Linked DNA regions of Sorghum bicolor: region 2 is linked to region 1. The links are chromatin contacts, called in public HiCAR-type maps. All regions are on one chromosome and are shown on one strand. The core of a region is the stretch at or near the end of the contact, and the rest is flanking DNA. Distances in the headings are between cores, read along the strand shown. Region 1 holds the start of LOC8066922. Region 2 holds the start of LOC8066990.

What was found. HiCAR-type assays count read pairs that join an accessible place to other places.
Region 2: a HiCAR-type map of leaf shows a contact between it and region 1, with 5 times the contacts expected there. The contact joins the promoter of LOC8066990 here to the promoter of LOC8066922 in region 1. A contact is called at or near these places in 1 of 4 Hi-C or Micro-C datasets (leaf mesophyll) and 1 of 1 datasets of contacts at active chromatin or transcription factors (leaf).

The regions. Positions count from the first base shown.
Region 1 is chr10:1,171,554-1,176,749 of Sorghum_bicolor_NCBIv3, forward strand. It overlaps LOC8066922, which reads right to left and starts at 2,475. Exons shown (of 2, transcript XM_021449588.1): 1 at 1-2,475. The coding sequence starts at 2,185.
Region 2 is chr10:1,216,916-1,222,111 of Sorghum_bicolor_NCBIv3, forward strand. LOC8066990 reads right to left here and starts at 2,667. Exons shown (of 1, transcript XM_021449144.1): 1 at 1-2,667. The coding sequence starts at 2,064.

The DNA.
Region 1 (5,196 bases), core at 1,225-3,724:
CGACCTCCGTCCATAGTTTGGCCAGCAGCCTCCACACGTCGTCAGCCGCGGCGTCGTGCCTATCCATCAGAGCCTTGCCCAGCTTTGCTCCCTTGCGCAGCGCCGCCGCCGTCGCCGCCGCTGCCGCCTTGTCCCGCCCCTGGATCTCCATCAGCTTGGTGGCCCTGGCGTCGACCCCGGAGCAGTAGTACCAGAAGCACCCCATCTCCTTCTTCAGCTCCTCCTGCGTCTCCTTGTACACGCGCTCCGTCCCGTCCTTGTCGTCGGGGAGGAGCTCCGGGTGGAACGCCACCAGGTAGGCGCAGTACCTGGACAGCGCCATGGCCACCTCGCGGTCAGCTCCGGGCTTGGTCTTCCTCGGCAGCGGGTGCTTCGCCTCCAAGAGCGCGGTGGCGATGTGCCAGGTGAGGATGACCTCGGCGATGCCGCCGGCGCTGCTCCCGCATGCCCACGAGAGCTCCGTATCCGACCGCACCACGGACCTGCCGTTGCTCAGAGGGGCGGAGCCGGCGGCGGCGCTCGCCAGGCGGGTCACGATGGCTTTCTTGGCTTCGACGGGCACGGCCTTGGTCGGCAGCGCCGACGAGAGCCGGCAGAACGGGAACCACAGCATCGACACCTGCTTGAAGGAGACGGTGTGCTGGCTGAGCATGTTGCGCACCCAGAGGATGCGGCGGATGATCCCGCTCAGGAGCGGGCTCTCGCGCCACCGCGGCGTGGAGGCGTAGCTGCACAGGAGCGACGCCATGAACCAGTTGGAGAGCAGGAAGACGACGAACTCCCAGACCTCCTCGTAGGCGAAGGAGAGGAGGAGGAGGATGGTGATGGACGTGTCCACGGTGGAGAAGAGGTTCTGCGGCGAACTCCCGATTTTGGCCAGGATGCATCCGGTCATCTTCATCAGGCCGAACGAGATGGCGTAGTTGTCGGCTCTCAAGCTCTGGAAAGCGTAGCGCACGTCGCCGTGGCTGCACAGGATGATGGTGAGGAGGCAGAAGGCCCACACGACGATGGGGAAGAGGATGTAGTTGGCGAGGAAGAAGAAGGGGCTGGCAAGCACCACGGGGTGCACGGAGTGGTAGTACTCGCACAGGAACTGGACCTCGCTGTCGAACACCTGGAACAGCGCAATGGCGCCGGCGGCAGTGGCGCTGGCGGTGTCCCCGCCGCCGCTGCCGGCCGGGGCTTCGTCCTCGCAGATAAGGCCTCTGAAGATGAGCTTGTAGCAGTTGCGGGTCTCCGCGCCGGTGATGGGGAAGTCCTCCAGCCTCCGGCGAAGCAGCTTGAAGAGCGCCATGGACAGGCACAGCCTCTTCAGCCTGGGGTCCTTCCCGAGCAGCTCGTCGCTCTCGGCGAGCTTCCAGATCTTGCCCACCGTGACGACCGTGGAGTCGTCTCTTGCGACGGCCTCCTTGAGCGCGTCATGCTCGAGGTCGTAGCCGTCGGGGCCGGCCTTCTTCTCCAAGTCCTCTTCGCCCGCCACGACATAGTTGCACCGCTTCAGGAGGTCCGATGATCCACCGCCGCCGTCGTCCTCTTCCTCCTCCTCCTTGAGTATCTGAGCCATGTAGGAGGCGACAAGCGTGGGGTTCTTGCCGTAGGCGAAGGAGCGCTTGGCGAGCTCCAAGGTGACGAACCTCTGCACCAGCTTGGCCGCCGCGAGCACCCAGAAGATGCCGTACAGCGCCTTCTTGCCGGCGCTCCTGAGGTTGTAGAAGACGAGGTAGCCGAGCCAGGCGATGCGGGCGGCGCGCTCGATGGTGCCGGAGTACCCCTGCGTGCCGCCGACAAGGATCGCCTCCACCTTCTTGCGGAGGAGCTCCACCAGGAGCATCCACATGAGGATGACCCGAGCGCGCAGCGAGAGCTCGGTCCCGGCGGCGCCGGTGGCGGTGGTGGCGCCCTGGTTCTTGGCCTCGGAGAAGAGGTAGGACATGACGGGGAGGAAGAGGGAGAGCGAGGTGGAGAGGAAGAGCCGCACGCTGGGGTTGAGGATGGCGCTGATGTCGGAGAGGCGGCTGAAGAGGTTGAGGTTGAAGAAGAGCGTCGCGAGGGCGAACATGACCACCGACGTGGCCACCATGGTCGCTTCGTTCCTCTGGTCGGCGTACGAGGACGTCAGGTTGTACACGAACGACTTCAGCGTTGCATTGCAGTATCCGCTGCTCTCATTGAAGTGACTCATCTTGCTTAATTTAGCTGTTAATATTGCTAAGGACACTAGGATATGCAATGCAAGAAGAGCTAGTGAACATAACTAGCATAGTAGCATTGCGTGCTTGTATATATATGCACTATATATAAGACGTGGGACAATGGGAAACGTGTAATTAGATGGCATATACCGCTAAACCAAGAAATTCGTGGTCGTTTGCTAGTGGACACCGCGCTCAAAACTAAGAAATGAATAAAATAGTCATTGTGGTATTCACTGTGATAAAGAACTACAAATTTATAATAAATATTGGACAAATTCTAGGTCTAGCGGTGTGCGCCGACGACCAATTTCCTTGAGTGTCCCGTAGTAAACTAATTTCCCTATATATATATATAATGATCTTGTAGAAATTGTATATCGTGATGAACACGAGATGCATGGCGTGAGTGCAAATCTAACGAGTAACGACCCATGTGTTCTGTGTAAGTATCTAATTCTCGTCATGATTACGATCAAAAAGAAATCTCATCATGACTGATTTGATGATCACCTCTATTCTATCGGAAAACGTGCATCTCTGCTCTTTTTAATCATTTTTTTTCGACTTTGGCTTTTAACCTTTTCCTTTTAACAAAGAGATCCAATGCTCCCCAATGACAGCATTTCCTTTTGATTTGTCAGCACGTTAATATTGCGGGGCCGCCGGGCCGGCCCTGGCTCTGTTTTTTTATCTTTAATTAATCCCTTCTGTCACAAGGGACATATTCAATAAATGTTCTATAAAATAAATCAGCCTCAGTACAAGCTTTTCCACAAGAGTGAATGAATATTGCAAAATTTAATGGTGTGTGTTTTTAGTGGTATATGTGACGTTTCTGTCAACAGTTAGACAACTGAGACGTGACTTCATTAATTTTGAGGATCTGTCGATTATGTTTATAGGGAATAGGGATAGTGTTTGTATGTATGCATTCATATAGAGGTAAGTGAACGTGTGTTGTAACTGTCTGCGTTGTATTATAAAATAGATCACAACATTGTCCATTGATTACTCAACATATATGCGGATGAGAATTTGGGCAAAAGTACCTATGGCCTAGTGCTTCCTAACACCCTCTTACATAGAAGAAGAAAGAAAGAGATAGTACATCAGTACATGTAGTGGTTAACGGACGAATCCAATCAAGAACTACATGCTTGTTCGCTTGTTAAAAAGTTATAGCTGAAAACAATATTCGCTGACTTGTTGCGAGAGAAAAACATTGCTGAATGACTAACAAATTCAGAAAATAAGCTCAAACAAACAAGTTTGCATTCAAATCATCGTGAATCTTATCACAAACGCTCAGATCTACCAAAGGTAGACCCAAAATTATAATAAGTAAAACGTACACATATATATATAACTCTCAAGAAAAATGAAGGAAGTTGGCAAAGACGAGACGGCGATGCTGTACATCACAGAACGGCGTACGGATGTACATATATTTTTTGATAAATAGTGGGTAGAAATCCGGCCTCCGTATCCACACACACACGTGGATATATACGGTAAACAAAAGACAGGTGTACATATAGATGTGGTATATAAAAATGCATGAATAATCAGCCGGTGCAATTGACTGGGCCGGTGGTGCCATCCAAGAAATTCACCGGAAAGCAGGACACCCTGACCGTGTAGGGCAAGGTAGGCACCCCGGCGAACCTGAACCACACCTTGGCCTCCACCACAACCCGGCAGTCAGGCCACTTAGGGACGCCGCCGGCGGCGGCGGCGTTGCTGTCGTTGCCCACGGCCGCATTGCCGCTGGCTCCTTGCGCCGGCGTCGATGACGACGGCGGTTGTGCCTTGACCGGCGCCGTCTCCTGGTTGGACTGGCCCCCTTCGACCCCGAACTTGACGAGGCTGGTGTTCCCCGGCGGCAGCCAGCCGGGGAGGACGGCGGAGGTGTTGACCTCCTCGGTGGGGACCCACTCCGTCTCGCTCCGCCAGATTTCGACGGCGAGGGAGCCGTAGGACACCGCCGTGCGGTGGCTGGTGTTGTTGGCCACCAGGGTGAGGTTGTAGTACCAGAAGCGGAGGACCTGCTTCCCGTCCTGGCTTGTCTTGTTTGCGTGGGTTATGTTGGCGTCTCGGACGAACAAGGCGACGTGCGCCGGAGCGAGGCTGATGGAGATGGCGGCCACCACGGCGACCATGGCCAGCATCCCCAGCAGAGCCGCCAGGATGTATTGCTTCGTGCTCCACCTGCTCATCCAGGGAACCACCTCCAGAGGAGTCGTCATTGCATGCACACGCGTGTACGCCAGGAGATGTGATATGGCTAGCTAGCTAGTAGCTATAGAGATTAGAGAGAGAGAGAGAGAGAGCCAGGCCAGAGTTGTACTCTACTATAGCTTGCTGCAGCATGCACGGATGGACGAATGCAAAGCGGGGCCGGGGTTGCTTGGCTAGTACTCAGGCTGCATATCGGTTGTGTTCCGGCTGGCATCGACCGGTCCCTCTGTATTGGAAGCATAGACAGATCGAGCTCGTTTTTTTTTGACAAGTCCAGAGCTCGTTTAGGAGAGAGTAAACCTGACAGTGGGTTGAAATCCAAACCAAACCCACACCAATCCAAAACATATATATGTGAAAATCAAATCCAAACCAAATTAGACCATGACTTCAATCATCCACACCAAACCAAACCATTTATACGCTAGACCCATTAAAATATATTTCCAACCCACCATTTCACCGGCACCTCATGCTATTGTTTATATTTAACCATAAACAAAAGCAAAAAATAAATAGATAGAATAAAAAATCATTGTAAACTCTATTATTTACAGCCAAACCAGTTCAGCCCATTTTAATATGGCCCAAACCAAACTGGCCCAACAGCTTTTTCAGCCTGTTTCAGTCCAAACCAATACAGCACAAAAGTAAAACCAAACCAAAAAAACCGGTTTTAACCCAAACCATTGTCAGGTTTAGGAGAGAGCTTCAGCTCTACAAAAGTAAATGAGTGTTTAGAGCAGCTCCCAACAGCTCC
Region 2 (5,196 bases), core at 1,417-3,916, 46 kb after region 1:
ATCCGGACTATCCGGCAGAAGCTCCGGGTGGAAGGCCACCAGGTACGCGCAGTACTTGGACAGCCTCACCGCCGCTCTCCGCGACGCCGCCGCCGCCGCCCCTTCGCCTCCCCGCCGCTGCGTCTCCAGGATGCAGGTGGCGATGTGCCATGTCAGGAAGACCTCGGAGACGCTGTCGCTCCGGCACGCCCATGACAGCTTGTCGAAGAGGAAGTTGCTCTGCAGAGCGGCCTTGCCGTTCGTGAGAGGAGTAAGATACGCAGGAGCAGGACTACGACCACCGGTGCAATGGCCATCCATGAGGCGTTCTACGATGGATTGCTTCAGGTTGTTGGGCACCAGCTCTGTTCTGAGCACCAAGGAGAGTGTGGAGAAGAACGGCAGTCCGAGTGGCCAGCGATGGTGGAGCACGGAGAACTGCCGGAAGCTTAGGCTGCCATGGTTGAGCTTGCTCCTCAGCCAGATGATCCGGTGGAAGGCGTACCGGATCCATGGGCTGTCACGCCAGTGGGGTTTCGCCATGTAGCTGCAGACCAGTGACACCATGAACCAGTTGGAGAGGAGGAAGACGAAGAACTCCCAGATCTCCTCGTAGAAGTAGATGACGAACAGGAGCAGCGTGATGGAGAGGTCCACGATGGAGAAGAAGGCCTCCGGCGAGTTCTTGCTGGCCTTGAGGATGAGGCAGATGGCGATCCTGCCGATGCCGGAGCGGAAGGTGTAGTTGTCGTCGCCGATGCTCGTGAACGCGTACACGGCGTCCCCGTTGCCGCAGAGGATGACCGTCATGACGCACAGCGCGGCCACCACGGCGAGGACGAGGAAGTAGTTCACGAAGAGGAAGAATGGGCTCGCGAGCACGACGGGCACGACGGAGTGGTAGTACTCGCTGAGGAAGACAACCTCGTCGTTCATCACCTGGAACACCTCCTCTGCCGCGGCCGCCGCGGCGCTGCTACCACCGGCGTGGGCGTTGCTGCTATGGCTGTGCAGCAGGCCTCTAAAGATGAGGCTCCGGCAGTCCTCTGCTTCTTTGTCGGTCACCGCCGGCAGCCGCTCGAACTTCCGGCGCAGCAGCTTGAAGAGAGCGAACGAGAGGCAGAGCCTCTTCAGTCGTTGAACCTCGACTTGGGAGGCGAAGATGTCGTCGTTCTCGTTGAGCTCCCAGACTTTACCGACAGTGATGACGCCGCCACTACTGTCGCCATTGCCAAGGGAGGTCAGGTCGAGCTCGTAGCCATCTGCGGTTGGCTGCCGCACTAGCTTCTCTTCTCCCATCACAATGTAGCTGCAGCTCTTCAGTAGATCGCGTCCATTTTTGACCTGGCCGGGACCGGGAGCTTGCTCGACGTCGTCGTCGTCGTCATGGCGAGCACCATGGGCGGCAGCCTGATTCTCCTCATCACCAGCTTCTTCTTGCAGCTTCTTGGCCATGTACGAGTTGATGAGGCGGGCGTTCTTGCCATGGGCGTACGAGTTCTTGCCGATCTCAGTGTAGGCGATCCTCTGCACGACCCTAGTAGCACAGAGGATCCAGAGGATGGCGAACAGCGCCTTCCGGCCGGTGCTCCTGATGTTGAAGAAGACGAGACTTCCCAGCCAGACGACGCGGCCGGCGCGCTGGATGGAGCCGGAGAAGCCGCGCATGCGGATCTCGTCCACCTTTTTGCGGAGGAGCTCGACCAGGAGCATCCACGCGAGGATGAGCCCGGCTCCCATGGACAGCTCGGCCGCCGAGGACGAGAAGCTGGTGGCGCCGGCGGCGGTGGCGGTGGCGGCGTTCTTGGCCTCGGAGAAGAGGTAGGACATGACGGGGAGCAGGAGGGAGAGCGCCGAGGAGAGGAAGAGGCGGACTTTCGGGTCCAGCGTGGCGCTCACGTCGGAGATGCCGCTGAAGAGGTTGAGGTTGAAGAAGAGGCCGGCGAGCACGAACATGATGACGGAGGCCGACACCATGCTCGCCTCGTTGCTCTTCTCCGTGTAGGACGACGTGAGGTTCTTGATGTACCTGTCGATGGATGGCGGGCACAAGATCATCGTCGTCTGGTTACTACTGGCATCCATTGCTAGCTCCAAGCTTATTACTGGTAGTGGTAGCTCACAAAATTAAGCTTCAGTTTTGAGGAATTCTCTCCTGAGCTGGAGGTTGCCTATATAGGAAGGCCCTGCAACTGCAACTGCACATAGTATTGACCAGCGAAGGGAGCAGCAAGCTAGGTCTCGGTCGTGTGTCATTGGCAATATAATGTCACACATTTTTCTCCTTTTAGAGTGACAACAAATTCACACTTAGTTCACGACAAGGCGCGCGCGGGAGTACATCATGCACCGTACGTGCCGTGTGCCGGCCGGCGGCAAAACGCCTCCGGTGGCACGTTGAGCTCCTTCCCCGCCGGCGGTGATGACCAGCAGGAAGAACACGCGAGCTGGAAGAAGTCGTCGTCGTCGTAGTCGCAGTCGTCGCAGACTCGCAGTCGTTATCACCCGTCACCTGTGTGCCCTGCCTGGTGCTATTGATACGCTGTTTGGTACAGTCAACAGCTAGCTTTGTACAGTACTACTCATGCAGTCTGCCGGGATGTTTGTGTTTTTTTTTGGCTTGGCATGCATGTGGCCAGCCTTTTAGGCCTTGTTTACTTCCACCCAAAATTCAAAAACTTTTTAAGATTCTCCGTCACATCAAATCTTTAGACGCATATATGAAGTATTAAATATAAACAAAAATAAAAACTAATTGCACAGTTTGGTCGGAATTGACGAGACGAATATTTTGAGCCTAGTTAGTACATGTTTGGATAATATTTGTTAAATATAAATAAAAGTATTTTGTAAAAATTTTTTAGAACTAAACAAGGCCTTAGCTTGCACCGGTGCAAATAAATAAGTTTTTTTATAAAATTCGTTACCGGCTTTTATTAATAAGAGCGAAACTAAAGTACAGCATCATTACGTTAAAATGGCTTACATTGACGCAAGCTGTGCCCGCAGCCACCCTTTTTGCTCGGTGTGAACCCCTCACCACCCGGCTAATATTACAGACTATATACTAGGAATGGCAGCAACTGCACTACACGCACCCTGTTGATCAAAAACATTGTCCTACATGCTTGCGGCTAGCAATAGTTGCAGGCCTTTGTTCCCGGCGTAAGCCCAAGTTCCTGGCTCATCTTATATGCTGCTTTGGAGGAACCAGTAGTTTACAGGATAGTTGCAAGACTTTGTTCCCGGCGTAAGTTTCTGTCTCATCTTGTATGCTGCTTGGGAGGAACCAGTAGTTCCTCCCGTGAATTTCTTTATAAACCATCTGATATAAAAGTAATTAATTAAATATAATTTAGGATAGTTTAGTAATTTTAGTGCAGAAGAATATAATTTTTAGTTTCGGTCTATAACTTAAGTTCCTACTATTTACTTCCTCTTATTTTAAAATCATCGGATCTACCAAAACGGAGGTCTTCCATTATTTTCAAGGGCTGTAAAATTTCTCGATAAGTTTAATATACGTACAAAATTCTAGACGGTGAGAAATATTTAGACCAACTTGTTTAAGTATGCTTTGTACAAAATTAAACATTCTCATAATAACAAAATCAACTAGCATGCTTCCTAGCAAGCTAGGAAAACTCAGCGCACCATGCACGATTCATCTAGGAAAAAATTAGGTTCCTCTATTGTCAGTAGTGGACCCCACAAGTTTTTAGAAGCTTGTGCGGTTTAGTGGGCTAAGGAGCAAAGCGGTTCTAATCTCTTTTATACGAATGCTACACAAGATCTAGTGGGAGAGAGAGGCTGAATGAGTGGCTCCGACTAGTTGCTTTAGTGCTACCGGTCACTCTAAACAACGATAAGGATAACTCCAATTGGCTACTAAAGAAAACTGAGTTTTCTCAACACAATCGTTGTGTATAGAGAAATAATGAAGGAGAGAATTTCAGGAAAACAAGTGTTCTGGAAAGCGAAATTGCCACTGAAAATCGAAATTCTTGTGCTACTTAAAGAGAAGAGTGAAAAGACAATTCAATGAAGAGTGGGTGGAAACGAGATTTTAAGTGTAATTTTTGTGGCTTAAAGAAACTTTTCAACATCTTTTTTTTTCAATTGTCATGTGCAGTGGCTAGGTTTGTATGGAATACGTTGTTCATCACCTTTAACATTCAACCACCAAAAAGCACAATTCACATGTTTGGATCTTGGATAAGGAGTTTTGCTCGAGGGCTAAGAAATCAAATAATTGTGGGGGATAGTGGCAATATGTTGGGTCTTATGGTTGAATAGAAATGATGTCGTGTTTCAAATAAAGGTCATTTGCTAATTATTAACATCAGATAATTTCTAAGGCGGCATTTTGGATCAAGCAATGGCCCCGAGAGGGTCTTTGAAAGAAGGCTGCAGACGTCTAGAAGGTGTAGTGCTACAATTTTTTGGAGCTCGTGTGTGGAAGAATCAGAGAAGAATAGGATTGTAGAGTCCTATGGTTTTTGTATTGTCGCTCTCTCTAGCTAGGAGTTATGATCTCTCTTGGGTTTCTTTAGTGTACGTCTAGCAGAACTTTAGTCTAAGTACTCTTCTTGTATCATTTGGTCATAAGCATTTACTTGTGAATGCAAAGGTTGAAATGCTTGTAACTAAAAAACACAAGGTCTAGTGAACTTGAGTAGCGTGGGATCACAGAGGCCTAGGTCCGCCAGTTCACACCGGTACTAAGGACAGTTCCAATACTAAAAAGTGTTTTATGTTTATTAATTATTGAAGACACTACATTTAGAAACTATGTTTGGATTATAATTTGTACACAATAATTGTTTGTCCAATCACATGTCTTCTCCCTTCATTACCTACTAATCACATCTCTTCATGTATTGGTTCTCGCGTAGGCATGGTTTCTTCTCTAAGAAACTATTTCCTTATATCTTTTATTTCACCGTTGTGCTACGTCATATTTTTGCTTAATTGACACCCGAGCATCTCCAAAGGCTTTGGCAAATTGACTTGGCATTTGTTGCTATTTGCAAACTCCCATAACAAAATGCAAAGGATAAAAATAGGTCATCTCCAAGGGAATTGGCATTTGGACTTGGCAAAGGATAAAAATAGAAGGTCTCCAGGTGCGCGCGCTTTCGTCGCGTGTGACTTTGCTCGCGCGATCGGGTTTGCAAAGTCTTCCACAGCTTGGCATTTTTGCCAAGTTTGCTCACT